2 separate regions of the Manis pentadactyla genome follow, and region 2 is linked to region 1. A link is a contact called in public Hi-C data. All regions are on one chromosome and are shown on one strand. Each heading gives the region's core, a stretch centred on a gene start, on an enhancer-like site or on the middle of the called end of the contact. The rest is flanking DNA. Distances are from core to core; before and after follow the strand shown. Region 1 holds the start of XXYLT1 (xyloside xylosyltransferase 1). Region 2 holds the start of LSG1 (large 60S subunit nuclear export GTPase 1).

Region 1 (4,231 bases), core at 1,299-3,798:
GGGAGAAAGAACTGGAATTTCTCTAAGAGGCTAAAAAGATTTTAGTATTGCCAAAGTGCCCTCCAGAAAAGGTGTACCAATATACACACTAATCTGCTGTAGAGGAAATTTTCTCTATCCTTGACAGTATTGGATAGTAGTCAGTACAAAAACAGTCCCCATGATAATCTATCCAACATAACAGATGTAGAAGTTACTCAACAGGAAAAACCAATTACCTCTAAGCCCTGGTCAGAAATCAAAGAACTTGACCAAAGTTAGTTAGCACTGAAGGATTATTATGTTCACCAAAGTTCTTTGTCTAGTTAGCCATGTTATTACACACCCAGATACACCTATTTTAAGTTGAGAAAATAGCACGTATCACCACCTAACACTACGTACTTTTTCTTGTTTTCTGCTGCTGGAATGTAAGCTCTATGAGGGCAGGGATTTTTGGTTTTTTTTCACTACTGTATCCCCAGGTGCTACAGTGTTTGGCATGTAGTATAGTCACTTGGTGTCTATTGAATAAATGACTAGCTACCTTCAGCTGACTATTTTAGTTCCAGTCAGCAATGTATTTCAGGAAGCTGCAACATTAGTTTTCTTCATAGCCAAAGAGTTGAGTGAGAATGAAGAAACTACTGCTTAGAGATAAGACCAGTCTTCTGAATATTTTCCTGTGTGTCTACCGACTTTGTAGGTAAAATTTAAATCATCATATTATTCATTTCTTACCCATAAGTTCCAGGAGTAGTGATATTGGAAAGGTCTGAAAAATAAAATATTTCTTTATTAAATTCTAGAATAAGTGGTAGAGGAAAAAAACCCACCTTGTTGATGGTGTAGGTGGAGGAACTAAAAGGTGCAATTACAGAATTATTTCTCCATTATTAACGAACTAGTTAGAATGTAATAATACATCTGTAACACTGCTGTGGGAATTCTGTATAATGTGTAATAAAGTCTTAATGGAGATTTGTAAATCTTGAAAAGCTATGGTTGCTAAATTACATTTTGGTACTTGTTGAATACTTGTTTGGTACTTGTTGGTACTTAGACTTTTTTTTTACAGTTTGATGTTTCTGGCATAGTTTACACTGTTAACTATCTATTGTCTCATAATCTGTGAGGCATTAAGTACTTGGATTAGCCCCATTTTACCTATGGGTATAACTGCAGCTCAGAGTTTTTAAATAACTTGACTGAAGTCTTAACTTGTGGTAGAGCTGGACTATTAGCCTGAAGTCCAACTCTCTTCACTTGGGAGCTTCCTCTCTTAACCACAGTGTCATCTGCTCAAGGTTGTGGTAAAACACACAACTCAGAGCTTAGGTTGCTGCTTTCAGGGCTAATCTTGAGCTTGGGCTTTAGAAGCACTTAGACTTGGCTTGGGATCCTGGCTCCATTACTTACTAGCCAACTAGATTTGGGCAATTTACTTCTCTATATCTCAATTTCCTCAATTATAAAGTGCAAATAGTATCTCTACCTCATAGAATTTTGAGCATTAAATAAACTCAAGTAAGAACCTGTTATTCAAATGAGTTAATTCTGCTTATTGTTTTTTTTCAAGGTGGACAGTATGAACTGAATTTCTTGCTAAACCTGATTCAGAGGTCCTGTGTTTTTTCAGAAAAGTGTTGCTCCATTTGAAAATAAGTTAACAGATGAATTGTGATTCTGGGAATCACACTTTGAGAAATAATGGCGTGGCAGACCATTTGTGCACGTTTACTTAAACACTATGGTACATCATCAGTCCTTGGAAGATTGGAAGCTAATGAGCTTTTTATGTAGTTGGTAGTGTACAACTATCTAGGGTCAAAACTGCCACTGTGTGATCTTGGGCAGGCTACCTTAGGGTGCCAAAGTTAGGAATTTGAAAAACTCCCAGGTACACATTAAGGCTCTTTTAAGGTGCTAAAAGTTTGTTAAAAAAAAAAAATTAGTATCACAATCTCTGGCGTTACCCTACCCCCCTGGGGCTCTGAACTATCCTTGTTTGGGGTAGCGGGGTCCCCCTGCTGGACACATCCTTTAGCTTGCCTCATCCTTTAGCTTGCCTCTCCTTGGCCACATAAGTGCCAAGTGAGGTGGGCAGGCGATTTCCCCCCCAGGTGTCATTCCTACTTTACAGTGAATGGGGAAGGAACTTGCTAGTTTAAATTCCTTAGACTCAGCTGGCCTCCCAGATGTTAACGAAGTCTGAGAGAGGGCTTAAAGCCTCCAAGAAATTAGGATAAAAGTGGTATAGAGATAAAAATTTTCCCTCTTTGTGCGTCCAGCTGAGTCTTTTTCTAACCGAACGCCCTGAGTGGGGCAGCTCAATTCCTTTCAAGGCCCAGCTTCGGTTTCTAACATCTGGGGATTGAGCACTGAAGCAGGCCGGTGTTCATAGACCGTGCCGCGCTCGGGCCTTCCCTAATCTTAAGTCCTCACCGGCTACTCAGACCACCGAACGTTGGTTACCAGCCCTGATCTAAATCCTCTGTATCTAGGACCCAGTGGCTGCCGGGCAGCCCTGGCTCCGCTTCTTCGCTCATTAGGGCCCTCGGATTGGCTCGGGGAGGCGAGGCTCCGCCCCCGCCATGGCCGCTGCCCGCCGCCGGGACTAAGTGGCTGCCGGGTTACTAGTCTCCTCGGTCCATCCCGCACTGCTGGGTCCGCCGGCCGGTGGCGCATGGGTCTCCTTCGAGGCTGGCCCCCATGTTCCCGGGCCATGGCGCGACTAGGCGCTGTGCGATCCCACTACTGTGCTTTGCTGCTAGCCGCGGCGCTTGCTGTCTGTGCCTTCTACTACCTCGGCTCGGGCCGGGAGACCTTCTCCAGCGCCACCAAGAGGCTGAAGGAGGCCCGCCTTGGGGCCCCCGCCGCGCCCTCGCCGCCCGCGCCAGAGGTGGCGCGGGGCTCTGTGGCACCGGCCCCGGGCGCCAAGGCCAAGAGCCTGGACGGCGGCGGGACTGGGCCGGTGGACTACCACCTGCTAATGATGTTCACCAAGGCGGAACACAATGCGGCGCTGCAGGCCAAGGCCCGCGTCGCGCTCCGTTCTCTGCTGCGCCTCGCCAAGTTCGAGGCGCACGAGGTGCTTAATATGCACTTCGTGAGCGAGGAGGCCAGCCGCGAGGTGGCCAAGGCCTTGCTGCGGGAGCTGCTGCCGCCCGCCGCCGGTTTCAAGTGCAAGGTGAGTGGGGGCCACAGCTGGGAGCTTCTGGGGAGTGGCCCACTCGTCCCGCGCGGTTAGTGCGCGCACCAGGCCAGGCTCCAGGGGTCTGGAGGTGGGTGTCTTCGTTGCGCTGCCCACTGCCAACGCTGGAGGCATCGTCTGGGGGCGGGTCCAAGAGCCAGACGCACTCAGCTGGTCTAAGAGTGGAGCCGTGAGGTTAACTCACCACCTTGACCAGGCCTCCCCGCAAAAGGGGCCCCTCTCGAGAACTGAGAATTGGCACGCCTCCTCTTTGCTAATTTTGTAGGATTCAGCAAAGCCTTCAGAGTCTGCACCTCTTTTCTCTTGACTTCTGAGAATGGAGCGGGTCATTTGAAGGCACAAATAGTTACACTGTGCAGAGTGTGCTGGATAAGGCCTTAATGAGGCAGTTGAAGTTGAAGTGACATTTCTTACAGCAACTAGTCAAGCCCAAGCCCAGGCATGTGAGCCATCTCCTTCCCTCTCTGTGTCCCCTTCTCCACTTCCCTCAAAGGTCATGAACCCATTTAGGTTCCTCTACAAGAGGAAGAGACAGTTCTGAGGTACAGATATGATCTGGGGAGAGCAGAGCAGAGCTAGCCACCTTGTCCCAGGCTGGACCAGCCTGCCTCTGTGGCAGCTCCCACCTCTTCCTTCACCTACTGGCTCTGCTTGTCAAAGCTTGGGTTCCTAGCTTAGTGTGAATTGCCGCAGTCAAATAGCTTGCCTCATTTTTGACCTCATAGTTGTACAGAGAGGATCCAAGGTCTAATTTTTGGGAGAAGTAGTCTGTGAACTTAAAGGATGGAGATGGATGTTGGTGAGGAGACGAGCAGTGAGGCAAGAGTAGTGTTCAGTATGTGTGCCCAGTGAGTGACTAAGGGGAGCTGCTGCTAGGATTCTGGAGGTTCAGGAGTCTGTGGTGGCTCTTTGTTGCCTTGCTTTTCATCCTTCCCCTAGTGGATCTTCGATTTTAGTTTTGCAGATGTGCCTTTACACAGCTGTACTCTACCCAGAGTGTTCTTCCTTTCCTCCTGGGCCTTTGGCCACTCTTTCTTT
Region 2 (4,119 bases), core at 1,411-3,910, 480 kb after region 1:
AGAAACCCACCCACTCACCCCTTTTCCTCTCCAGACAGTTGTGGAGCCCAGAGGCACAGCAGTGTGTAGAGAGAGCAGAGAGGTAACTCTAAGTTTCGTTCCTGAGTGTGGGCTTCAGGACTTGCAACTATATTTGTTTAGCCACAGTAAATCAAGTATTATGCAACATCACAAATGAGGAACAGTCTCTGTGCTGCTCTCTGAAAGCTGGATATGAATCAAAATCAACACACCCTCCACCAGGGTTCAACTGTTCAGAGAATCCTGGCTTCAACAAAAGGGCTCAGCTGTGTGGGGAATTGGGAGGATCTGATCAGTCTTCCTGACATAAGGCTGGTGGATGAGCACTTCCACTGTTGTGACAAAATGAGGAGAGGACTTTGGCTGGGTTGTGTTGTTCCGGGAAGTGTGTGGGTGCAATGGCTTCTACAGTTGCGGGGCAGGACCTGGGCAGATTCATCTGTGCAACCCCCCACTTGGGCAGCAGCCAGTACCTTGCTGCATCCTTCACTCCCCACCATTATCACTATCCCTCAATCTCACTTTTTCCTCCGAATCTGGATCCCATGCTTTGATCTCATCATCACCTCAATTCCCTTTTGTCTTGCCCATCTCAATAAACTAGCCTTATAATCCCTCAACATGGATCAATTATATGTATGGATTCTCACCTGTATTTATTCAGCTGTGAAAACTGGTATCCCACAAACTACTGGACAATGATCTTGCAGCACTATCAGATTTGCTATCTCTGCAGGACAGAGATTATTATTATCCCCATTAAGATGAGAAAACTTGAGGTTTAGTTCTTTTTTGATGGTAGATTTAAGGAATGCCTTAGGGGGAACATTAGAATCATTTACACCCTATTTGTCAGCTAAGAGAAGTTGCTATTTTAATCCTACAATGTTGGGGTCCTTTTTGACTCCCCACCAGTTTTGACTTAATTATCAAGGCTTGATTTGGTCAGGATATTTTGGAGTCCATGAGAAGAATGGCAGTAGAAACCCAAAGTGCTTAGTTTTTCTAAATCTCTAGAGGTGACACAATCTGGAACAGAAAACAAGGGTGAAGTTCCACGTTACTGCTTGAGCTCTAGGATAAGATGGCAGGTGTCTTTATATCATCTGTTGCTGCTGTCATGAGAATGTAAAATCCATTTAATCTAACTTTATAAATTAGTTTTATCTTTAAGCACTCAGCCAAAAGAATGCCAGGAACTGTCTGCTTATTCTCTTCCATGGGTCTTTTCCATATCTTACTTCTGGAGATTATGTTTAAGTTTTTAAGATATACTATTTCTAAGTTGGGAAATGGGAGAAACTGTGTTCTGATGCAATCCTTGGCAGGTCTATGAGCACTGCCTTCCCAAAGGTTCCTCAGCTACTACACTGCTTGTCAGCAATCCCTTGGGTATTTCCTAACGTTCACTCCAATTCAGTAAGAGTCAGCAGTGAGGTGTAGCACACAATAGGCTTGGCAGGGAATCCAGAGATGGGTGGTGTATGGTCTCAGCTCTGCATGCCCTAACTTTACTTTTAGCCAGTCCACTTCAGTGCCTTCATCTGCACCAGAGGGAGTGGACTTCTGGTACTCAAAGTGTGGCCCGTGGACCAGACCAGCAGCATGGGCATTACCTGCAAGCTTGTTAGAAGTAGTGTCCCTGGTCCCACTCCAGACCTTATTAGTCAGAATTCGCAAATGAGATTTCCAGGAGGATTCATATGCATATTAAAGTTTGAGAAGCACTGGGTTCTAAAATACGTACGAACAAACCTCATTCTCCCTGTTCTGCAGGAACTTGGGTTTGACTCCTGACATCACGCACATTCTATTCTATAACTTGGGCAACCTGATTTCTCTCTGAGAATAGTTAACACTAAGGTGGTTCTCCGCGTTACTGACATGTAGGTAAAACGCCCAGAACCCACATAACTCTAACCCAAATTTTTATATTCCCATTATAATTAGGCACAAAAGCCCAGGCGTAAGAGTGGAGCCAGATGTTAACACTTTAGTTGTAGGAAATTTTAAGTAACAATTCTAAGTGCAACTTATAAACCTTTTTAAAAAATTTTTTTTGAAATAAAGCATTTAAGTCAGATCTTGTTGGTTTTCCATGCAAACTTGTCAAGCTCTGCAAACATTATTCATCCTTCCATTCAGAAGTACCATCCAGACAGGGACTACTCTTACGGTTTCGCAAATCGAGAAAACTTAAGTACACAAAAAGCTATTTAATTGCTGGGCTTGACCGCGCCTTGGGACGCTGGCGGAGAACTAGCGCCACCTCGCGTGGCAGAAATATACTTTACCCGAGTATACTTTTTCCTTGGGACGAAAACAGCCGAGAGGCGGGGGCTACTACAGAGAATACAATCAGCCATCTTTTCCATCGCTCTCAGTTCCTCGCCGGACGCTAAGGACAGATGCACAAATCTGGAAGCTACCATTCTTTTATCAGTCTACCAAATATGAAAGAATCACAGAGATATCCATAGAAAACTAAGTTCTCAGGCCATTTTTACATTTATTTTCTATAATACTGGCAAATGCGAGATATATAAAGGCAGTTTGGTTCAGGTTATTCCATTTATCTTTAACTCGTGTCTTCATTTCTTGGGCTAGCTCAAACGTCACTTCCGGGGATCCAGTCTTGAAAACCGGAAAACGTGCGGTCTCAGTGCAGAACGTTCGTGCGACCGTGTGTGGCAATGGGTCGGAGGAAAGCTACGGGGAGTGGGTCCCTGGGTCGGGCCCTTATCCGCCATCAGACTCAGCGGAGCCGTAGTCACGGGCACACCGACTCCTGGGTAAGACTGACATCGCCGTCTTTCTGAGCTTTTCTGTGTAGTTATGCGAATCTGAATGCTTCAAAACCTGGGGTCAAAGCTCATGAAGAAATTTTCCGGAGAAATTGACGCCTAAATAGGGTTTGCAGGATGAGTAAGGCTAAGTTGCAGGATGAGTATGGCCACACAGATAGGTAGGTCCTCTTTTTAGCCAGGCATGGGCACAGAAGTGGAGGCTTGAGGGCATGTGATGATAAGGCTGAAGTGAGATCTTGAAGGGTCTTGAACGTCGAGATAATAACTTACCTTATAAGCCACGGGAGCGTTTGAGTAGGAAATTTATTCTTTTTATATTTGTTCGAAGAACTGACCGTTCAACAGCGGCTGGTTACTACTAGAAAAATAAAAATAAATCTCTGCTTCAACCTTATTCCCTAGTGGTTTCGTTCCAAGATGAGCGATTCATTTGCAAAATGTGTCGGGTCCGCCTGATACATCCCTGGCCCTAGGGATGATCATAGTTTTACTTGTTTTTGCTATTTTGGCCACTCATAACCCCACGTGCTTGAGACTCACTAAGATCTCAGTATCAGTCTGTGTTAAAGTCAAAGATGTCCCTGGTGTTGTGAGCCACTATCACACCACCTGATTTCCATCTATATAATAAGCAGAGCAGACAGTTGCATCTATATTCAAAAGAACACAGTTACTCTCTGGACATGAGGTTACTGATAACTTTATTTGATTTTTAAGCAACTTGCTATTAATGTAACCTTTAGGAGGTGGTGGGAAGATTGCAAAGGAATTCTAAAGAACTGGATTCTAATCCTTACTCTGATTTTTCTGTTTCCCTGGCCTTGGGCAAACCACCTCATCTTTTAACCTTCAGTTTTCTTATTTATTTGTACCTGTATTGAGTATGTAGCTAGGATGGTGTTCATCAAACTCTGGTTTGTGTCTGGATATCAGTTAAGTAGGTGACATCATCTCGTTTCAATAGAATTCAAAATACCATAGAGTATTACATAGCAAGGTAAGGTAACTTTGTTTCAGGATTCTTTTGCTTCCATTTTATTATACTGAATGGTACACGTTCTTTTCACTGTGTGTATCACAGCATTTGGGTCACTATGAAAAATGTATTTCTTATTCTGGACCTCCATCAAAAATTTTTGACTATGGCTGAACCTAGAGAGTCTGGGTTCAAATTCTTCCTCTGCCGATTATTAGCTGCAACTGAGGAAAGTTGTTTTATCTATTTAAGCTTGTTTCCTCATCAGTTAAATAGAAATACAATAAAATTTGCTTCAAAAAAGTTTCAAAAATT

The links. Hi-C and Micro-C count contacts between places; a contact is called where the count stands out from the background.
Region 2: a contact with region 1 is called in a Hi-C map of skin fibroblasts, with 5 times the contacts expected there. The contact joins the promoter of LSG1 here to the promoter of XXYLT1 in region 1. A contact is called at or near these places in 3 of 3 Hi-C or Micro-C datasets (blood, fibroblasts and skin fibroblasts).

Annotation. Positions count from the first base shown.
Region 1 is chr1:123,711,994-123,716,224 of mManPen7.hap1, reverse strand. XXYLT1 (xyloside xylosyltransferase 1) reads left to right here and starts at 2,548. Exons shown (of 5, transcript XM_057501364.1): 1 at 2,548-3,169. The coding sequence starts at 2,666.
Region 2 is chr1:123,236,605-123,240,723 of mManPen7.hap1, reverse strand. LSG1 (large 60S subunit nuclear export GTPase 1) reads left to right here and starts at 2,660. Exons shown (of 14, transcript XM_036875366.2): 1 at 2,660-2,813. The coding sequence starts at 2,715.